Regions from separate parts of the Hordeum vulgare genome. Here regions 1 and 2 are each linked to region 3. Evidence: chromatin contacts called from public Hi-C data. All regions are on one chromosome and are shown on one strand. The core of a region is the stretch at or near the end of the contact, and the rest is flanking DNA. Distances in the headings are between cores, read along the strand shown.

What was found. A called contact is a pair of places that touch in the nucleus more often than the background predicts.
Region 1: a Hi-C map of leaf shows a contact between it and region 3, with 3 times the contacts expected there. The contact joins the promoter of LOC123398768 here to the promoter of LOC123398579 in region 3. A contact is called at or near these places in 4 of 6 Hi-C or Micro-C datasets (leaf and seedling).
Region 2: a contact with region 3 is called in a Hi-C map of leaf, with 4 times the contacts expected there. The contact joins the enhancer-like site here to the promoter of LOC123398579 in region 3. A contact is called at or near these places in 1 of 6 Hi-C or Micro-C datasets (leaf) and 1 of 1 datasets of contacts at active chromatin or transcription factors (embryo).

What each region holds. Positions count from the first base shown.
Region 1 is chr1H:27,147,146-27,149,845 of MorexV3_pseudomolecules_assembly, forward strand. It overlaps LOC123398768 (ribonuclease II, chloroplastic/mitochondrial), which reads right to left and starts at 1,357. Exons shown (of 14, transcript XM_045093253.1): 1 at 1,057-1,357. The coding sequence starts at 1,265. It overlaps TRNAE-CUC (a tRNA gene), which reads left to right and starts at 1,603; the gene lies at 1,603-1,675.
Region 2 is chr1H:27,065,439-27,068,138 of MorexV3_pseudomolecules_assembly, forward strand. No RefSeq gene overlaps it. Among protein-coding and RNA genes, the nearest start is that of LOC123398673, 9.9 kb to the right of the region's middle. Within about 2 kb of position 1,438, at least 3 of the 3 cell types and tissues checked have open chromatin away from gene starts, as enhancers often do. A contact at or near this core is called in leaf, where this site is marked.
Region 3 is chr1H:26,925,319-26,928,018 of MorexV3_pseudomolecules_assembly, forward strand. LOC123398579 (kinesin-like protein KIN-5A) reads right to left here and starts at 1,300. Exons shown (of 23, transcript XM_045093062.1): 1 at 1,007-1,300; 2 at 116-337; 3 at 1-23. The coding sequence starts at 285.

The sequences.
Region 1 (2,700 bases), core at 107-2,606, 220 kb after region 3:
TGAGCTGTGGAAGGTTATGTTTTTTGTGTGGCTTTCCTGATGAACGGCAGCTGGACGTCTGGTCGTCTAGCCAGAAGGGGGCTCCCTCACCAGTCAGTGTGCCCATTGTGCTCTCAAGACTGGCCGTGCATCTACGCGAGAGGAATTTGGTTCCTGTTCCTGCAATGGCTCGGGTTCCAACACCTTGACCCTGGCCCTGATGCAACGATTCTCGATAGGTGGACTGGTGCCAAAAAACGCTGTCTCAGCTACATTCAGGAAGGGCTACATTTTGGTGATCCTGTGCACCATCCATTCTGTCTGGCGCTAAAGGAAACATGTGTGTGGGTTCAAGAACAAGGCTCTTCTAGCTTAATCGTGGGCAAGATTAAGGATCAGTACCGCTAGTGGAAGATTGTAGGTGGAGGTAATCTAGCAAGTGTGACCCTGTAGTGTGCGTCCGGTGGGGGTGGGTTAACCCGCAATCGTGTCTGTGTTGTCATGTAATGCTCTTGTCAATGTGACAGTACGTTCTACAATTTTCTCATTCCACAATTCGATTGAAAAAGGGAACCTCCATATTGCCGATGTGAAATTAGCTAGAGTCCTTACACCATTACCATTTCCAACGGACAGCGTGGCAGTGCATTTCCCACATAAAATGGTTTTGGAGACCACTACATTGGCCTACTACAGTTCCACGACAAAATCTCCACATGTAATGCACTGCAGAACAAATTGCATAAAGCAAATCTACCTAGAACAATTGCTGCAAACCGGGTTCCTCCTACTCACAAACCATCATTACCGCATGCACAAGGGTCCGTCCATGATCACGAGAGCGAGGTCAAAGTTCGATACCCTGATCCCGCGCTCGATTCTCTACAAGCAGCGGACACGCGAAACTGCAGCGGGCAGTGGCAGCATAGCACATCGGGACGGAGCAGCGTGGAGGCTGCGCACCGGGAGGCGCACGTCCGCGGCGGGATTGCTATGGACGGGCGACGGCGGCGAGGGAGGCAGGGCAGAGAGAGGAGGCAGCCGAGCTCCTTCCTACAATGCGAAAGGGGGCATTACCTCGCGGAGACCCGGACCCGCCTGCGGGACCGGAGCTCCTGGAGGACGGAGTCGACGAGGCGGCCCCGGCAGGCGGCGGTGGCGCCGAACGCGGAGCGGCCCGCGGGGGCCAGGCGGGCGGCGCGGCCGAGGGGGCGCAGGCGGAAGAAGGCCAGGGCCGCGGAGGAGCACCCGCTCGCCGCACGCGCCGCCATGGGCGACGGCCGCATCTGCGCGCGCGCCCGCGGTTGAGGGAGGTGGGCCGCCGGTGAGCCTTGCTCGCCGCTGCTCCGGCCGGGGGTTTCTGGCGATAAGGGAGGGAGGGAGCGGCTCCCCACGCGAGTGGAGGGAGGAAGGAAGGCGAGGCTGCTGCTGCTGCGGCGGCCGACTGGGCCTGGGCCTCTCCTGGCGGGGATCCATGGGCCGGCGCTGGTTAGTGGGTGATGCTTTCGTAACGTGTGTAGCGCACCGTTTCGGCCCGAGCGAGCGTCTAGCTAGGCTGGCGATCAGGTGATTAAGGCCGAGGGAAGATGTGGTACAAATATTATTACGAACGGCATCACAAGATCCGTCGTAGTCTAGGTGGTTAGGATACTCGGCTCTCACCCGAGAGACCCGGGTTCAAGTCCCGGCGACGGAATTTTTTGTCACGATGCGGAAGGGTCTTCGGTATACCCGGGATCTAGAGCCCAATTTCAGTGATATTCTAGCCGATTGTTTTAAAAGAGTTTGAATCGATTTGGTTTTGGTTTCATTCCAACATTGCTCGTGTGATGCTAATATAGCAGCGCACACTTTCGTTTGACACGCTTGTAATTCGAATTCTTACTTGTGTTAGGAGCTAACCACAAAAGTATCATCCATGGTACTCCGTCGTCTTAAAATTCTTGTCTTAGGTTTGTCTACATACAAATAATTCTTATCTTAGGTTTGTCTATAAATAAATGTATCTAAATGTTAAAATGTGACTAGATACATTCGTATGTAGACAAATTTAAAACAAGAATTTCGGGACGGAGGGAGTATAACGTTACGGTTTAATTTGTCTTGCGAGTCTAAAGGGAGTTGTAAAACAAAATGCATTATTGCCTATGTCATGATCTAAAAATGTTGGCGCATTTTGATGGATACTTTCATGTGCATGTTTCAGCCATCAGCTACACCAAGATGAGGAGTCCAAAGGAAGTTGTAAAACAAAATGCATTATTGCCTATGTCATGATCTAAAAATGTTGGCGCATTTTGATGGATACTTTCATGTGCATGTTTCAGCCATGAGCTACACCAAGATGAGGGTGGCATATATGAATCACTAGATCTTGAGTGGCGCGCGTTGCTGCGCCCGTCTATGTTTACGATGAAATGATAGGAGTTTCCATAGAAGAGGGTCTATATGATTGATATAATATTTTGTTAACTTTGGACAATGTAGATAGCTAAAAGTAGTGCCACATATCAGAGTAGCAACATGTGCCAAAACAAGAGTAATCCAAAATACAAGAGTACATACATGCTTCATCTACTTTTGGAGTAAAAAAACTTCAGACATTGACTTTGCACGTAAGAGCCAGCTAATGTCTCTTTCCCACGAGTTCATGTATTTGCTTCTTTCATCGTCTCTGGAGTGCTAGTACAAAATCAGTCAAATACAGCTATGCGTGACATC
Region 2 (2,700 bases), core at 188-2,687, 140 kb after region 3:
CCCGTTGTCACCATCCATCGGACCTAACCTTCCCTGCAAGAGCCCTGCCCTCGATAGGAAGCCCGGTGATCATACCAATATCCTCCAGAGTTATTGTCATCTCACCAAGGGGAAGGTGAAAAGAGTGCGTCTCCGGCCTCCAACGGTCCGTAAGGGCGGTAAGGGCCGTGGCGTTCAACCATGGTGGTGTGCCTTTAAAGTTGAGCACAAACTGAAGAAGATCCATTCTTCTAAAATAAGGCTCGTACCGAGGGTCATATAGCAGAGATTCATTCGGGTTGTGCCCCCTCAAACGAAGTACTGGAGGAACCTAAATCAACAAACGCATAATTTGTCACAATATGAAAATCATAGAATATAGAAAAATAATCATCAAGACCATCATAATTACCTCTCCTCTTTCAACCAGCATCGCACGATGCTTCTGCTCATAGAACTCATCAAGTCCCGGATATTTATCCGGCTGAAACATCCTACATAATATGAACAAAATTCTTTTAGACATTAAACTAGTGTGAACTAAATCTAGGGATTAAACTACTGTGCCAAAAAAGCTACGCATTCACCTACTACCACTAGTATGAACTAAATCTAGGCATTCACCTAGTGCCACTAATATGAACTAAACCTACACATTCACCGAATGCCACTAATATGAACTAAACCTAGGCATTCATCTAATATCAATAATATGAAGTACAACTAGGTTATACCTACATCCACCATAAACTAGACCTAGAACCACCCTAAACTACACCTATTAACCATCAAAAAAAAAGTTTTTACTTCAAAACATACATTACACCTAGTGCAAAAAAAAATCTACACAAATACAAAATCATTGCAAAAACTAATTGAAGGGATTGGAGGAGCTTACGGCCTCTTCGATTTGCCCCAAAGAACCAACAAAACGGTTGAGGGAGGAGGGAGATCGAAGGGGGGATCTGGAGAAGGAGGGAGAGCTTTTTTCGCCAAAGAAACGAACCAGAGAGAGAAGAAAGGAGGTTGGTGGCCGACGGGGTCGGGCTGGCAAATTATAAAGGTAAGAAACGCCATGGTGCCTGGCGTTTCATGTCGGGCCCGCAACGTCACAGCGGCTGGCGTTTCGCACGCGGCCAGAAACGCCACAATAGACAGGCGTTTCATGCATGTCCAGGAACGCCACAATAGACAGACGTTTCTATTTAGGGCTGCAACGCCACGGCCTATGACATTTTAAAAGGATCAAAACGTGAAATTCTTTCGAAACAAGTTCGTTATATGATTAACTTGGACCCCTAGGATCAAAACAGTGGAAAAAACCTGAGGACGGAACCTGGGTCGCTTGTCCCTGAAGAAGCCAGATCCAGCAGGCAGACCGAGCAAGCACCGGCGTGATTCACAAGTTGGATGGCTCCGTGAGCTGGTGTTGTGGACCGTGAACCCACATGTAAGAGCGTGGTTACGTGTGTGATATAAAGGGGCACCGTTGGCCAGCGTGTGGGGTGTGAAGAAATTGACTCTGAACATCTCTCTGTTTTCTCTGCATCTCACCTACCTTCTCCTTCCACCTCCTGTACCTCTCTTCCTCAACCAAATCTTGCTGTACCATGTGAGCTATCAATGGATGAGACCCGGGTCGTGACATTTTCTCCCTTCTTCCTTCACCTCTCTCCCCGCTCCATGGGCGCCATGGCCTCAACGCCTCCCCCTCTCCCCCATCCTATTAGTTTTGTGAAGTGAATCCAAGCATTCCCAAACTAATTTCTTCTTCTTAAGAACTCTCGCAACAACAGAATTGCATGGAAATCTACCATGCAGCGCATGACAGTAATGGTTGCAGCTTGGTTTCCTGGCATCTTTAGTATGGCAGAGAAGTACGAGGAATAGAGGGCACCAAAACTGGAGAAGAATGCACACCACAGTGTACAAGAGCAAGAAGTTTTTCTCGAGAAGATGCTTTGATTCCTTCTCCTCTATCACAGGAGGCGGTGTTGGTGTCCTGCCGACCAAAGCGAAAATTCACACTCGGTGAAATCTTGGTCGTACCTTTACCTACATCATGAGGAAAAATAGTTGAATCTTCAATATGAAGTAAAGCAGAAAAAAATCATACTGCAAATACATTTCTCACATGTATGCAACAAGCTAAAACAGTGGAACTGACAGCATAAAGTACATAAACTCTGGCACAAGCTCCTGAATCTGCTAACTCAACATAGCATCGGCAAACTCAAACATCCATTATTCCAGGCCCCGTTTGCTCTGACATATAAAACAAACTAGCAGGTAGTCCGCCGCTCTGCATGAATTAATAAATTATTTAGTTTTTTTAGTAATATTTGATAAGTCGTCCCAAGACTTGATTCATTACAAAGTAGTTGATACAAGGAAAGCTATATCTAGTTGGATCTACAAAGCTATTGTTCTCTTCTTAGACCTAGGATATTGATCCTCTAGTGAGTTGATGTAGTGTTAGAGAGATGAAGCTAGTTCTTAACCTCTTGTTCTTGGTTTTTTGTTTGCTATGTAGACAATGTTAAAGTTATTTTTGGATGCATGTCTTGGCTCTCGAAGGTTGGCAAAATATCTTGCAATCGGAGACACTTTTTTGAAGACCCTTATTTGCCTTGACCTCTCTTGGTGAAGGCTTGTTTTGGAATCGGAGACACTTTTTTGAAGATCCTTGTTTGTCTTGGCCTCTCTTGTTGAAGGCTTATT
Region 3 (2,700 bases), core at 50-2,549:
TTGTCTCGTCATCACTCAGAGGCCTGAATGCACCAAATTGCAGACTGTGAGTGGGCACAAAAAACAGCATGGCACTGAGCTTCTGAACTAGAACTGCTGAGCTCTCCTCACTCACCTGCATCTAAGGATGACCTGCACATTGACTCCCTTCTCCTTATCGCCTTTCGGGGTGGCGTTGCCGCCGGTGCTCGCGCCGCCGTTGGCATCCCCCGACCTCGTCAAGTCTTTGCCGGACTTCTCCGTCGACCTCGGCGACGGCGACGGAGTGCCACCCCTCTTCTCCATCCCGAATTCCACTCAACAGTCCAATCTCTAGTCCCTTTGCAGGTACCTAATTCTGCAGTCAAGCGCCAAACCGTTTAAATGCAGGTGTAAATTGCTAGAATGGTGAACTGTAAAACATAAAAGCCCAGCTACCAGCCGATCAGGAACCAGAGTGAAAAAGCAAAAGATTACTGAATGTGACAAATTTGGCCAGATCAGAGGAGCAGCAAGAAGAGCCAAAATTGCCGGCCACTAGGAGCCCAAACACACAGTAATAATGCAGTAAGAGACAACGGGGCCTTGACAAAGGCGCCGCGGACGCAAATCTCGGATGCATTTGCGATGGGATATTCACCGGAGCGAATCGAGGCAGGATTGGGCTGCTATTTGGCAAACCAAATCGGAAGGAGATCCTTTTGCAATGCCATGAAAGGGAAAAAAAAAATATCAAAGCGTATGATGCTCAAGCCCCCGGAATGGAAGGCAGAAAGAGAAACAATCTGTCACATTCTACCAGCTGCCAAAAGCACAGATCTTTGCGGCGCTAGAGACCTCGCGGAAATCACGAACGGGAGGAAAATCCAAGCGCCTTTGGCAGGAGCAGAATCCACGGAACCATCATAAGCAGTCGATCAGTGACCAGATCTTCCTCGCGGGGAACGGAGCAGGGGCACCGGAGCCAAATCAGGATCAAGAAGCAGAGCCAAGAACGCAAATCGGTGGAGGAGCAATGAGCACTCACGCTGACGCGCGGACGGGGCTCGAACCAAAGCGATCCAGTCCAAGCGGCTGGAGAGCTCGGGGCAAGACAAGTGAGGTCGTGGTAGCAGCAGTAGGTAGGCAGGTGGCAGAGGCAATGGCCGAGATCCGGGGGGAGGGGGCAGCAGGGTCAGGAGGCTCCTGCAGAGCGGGGAGCGGTGGCTTGGAGGAGAGCTCGTGGTCTCTATCAATGGCAACCTCCCCCCGCTTCTTCTATCTGTCCCACCCCAGCCTTTGCCTTTGCCTTTGCCTTTCCTTTCCCTCTTTTTCTGCCTTTGGGTTGGAGACAGACAATGCATCAGATGATACCGACGCCATTGCCATCCTGACAACAATAACCCGCGTCAATGCGGTGATTCCCGGACGGGTAACGCCATTTTTACTGCGCCGCTGCTCGCAGACGCTTATATTTTTAAAAAGCTTTTTAATTAAGTTCCAGTTACTTTTGCCTCCGCTGTAGAATGCGGAGGGTAAATCAAAAATATCTTTTTTTCTCTTCTCCATCTTCTGCTCTGCCGTTTGTAGAATGCATTTCGTTTTGGTGGGCGTTGGTGGGATTTGATTGCTACGTTTAGTGGTACCTTTTAAGATCTACTCCAAATGTACAACGCACGGACCTGGTTGTCTAGTTTTTGTTTTTAAATTCAGCAGATGGATAGATTATGGACCAACTCCCAGTGGGTGCTGCGAGCTTGTTGTTGACCTCAAGCTCACTTTCGAGTTTTGACCGACTTGGTGTGCTTGACTAGTCAACGTAATAACGCCATTACAACTGGACACTGGTACTTTCTTCATTACGGTTTATAAGGCATGTGCCAATGCTAGTTTCTTAACATGGTTTTATAGGCATTTTACTGATATGACATTCTGGTTAATGAAGAAAGAGAGTGGTCATAAACAAAAAATAGTTCTTGCCCAATCATATGCATGCATTACCCCAAACTATTAAATATAGATACAATTCATAAGAAACAGTGCATTGGCATGGTTGTATTTTAAATTATTAATGCTTCTATAATAATGTGATAAGAGAAGATGCATTGGCACAGACCTAAGTCATCTTAGTTTGTGCACCGTGACCAGGACGGAGTGGAAAACGAGAGAAATTAATGTTAATTTGCTAATTAATAACATTACATGTAATGAATTGGCCACTGCATGTCGTGCTAGTTAATCTCAAGTCATTAAAAACATATACGCCCCACGACTCTTATTGGTTGATTCCTCTATTTATGTCAAAAAACAAAAAATGAGGTGGAAGTTAATGCATCGTGCCTCTAAGTGTTTTGGGATTATTTGGTTTTCGTAAGATGAGAAGGAGGGAGTAAGATACAACATCACTCTCTTTCTTCATTAACTAGTATGCCATGTCATGGCCTTGTGAAATCGCGCTAAGAAACCAGCATTGGCACATGCCTTAGCTAAGATACAACCCTACTCTATCTCATCATTAACTAGTGTGACACATCAGCAAAACGCCTATGAACCCGCACTAAGAAACCTCCACTGTGCGGCACAGGCCTGATGTATTCAACCATTTAAAAAAATCTTACGTACATGTATACTCCATCCGGAGCTGATGGTTGTGTGCATCGCTCGATGTAGAGGCCGAGGGTTACCCTCCTTTCCGAAAGAAAAATGTATCCTCCATTCTTCTTAAAATGTAGTGTATTGTGG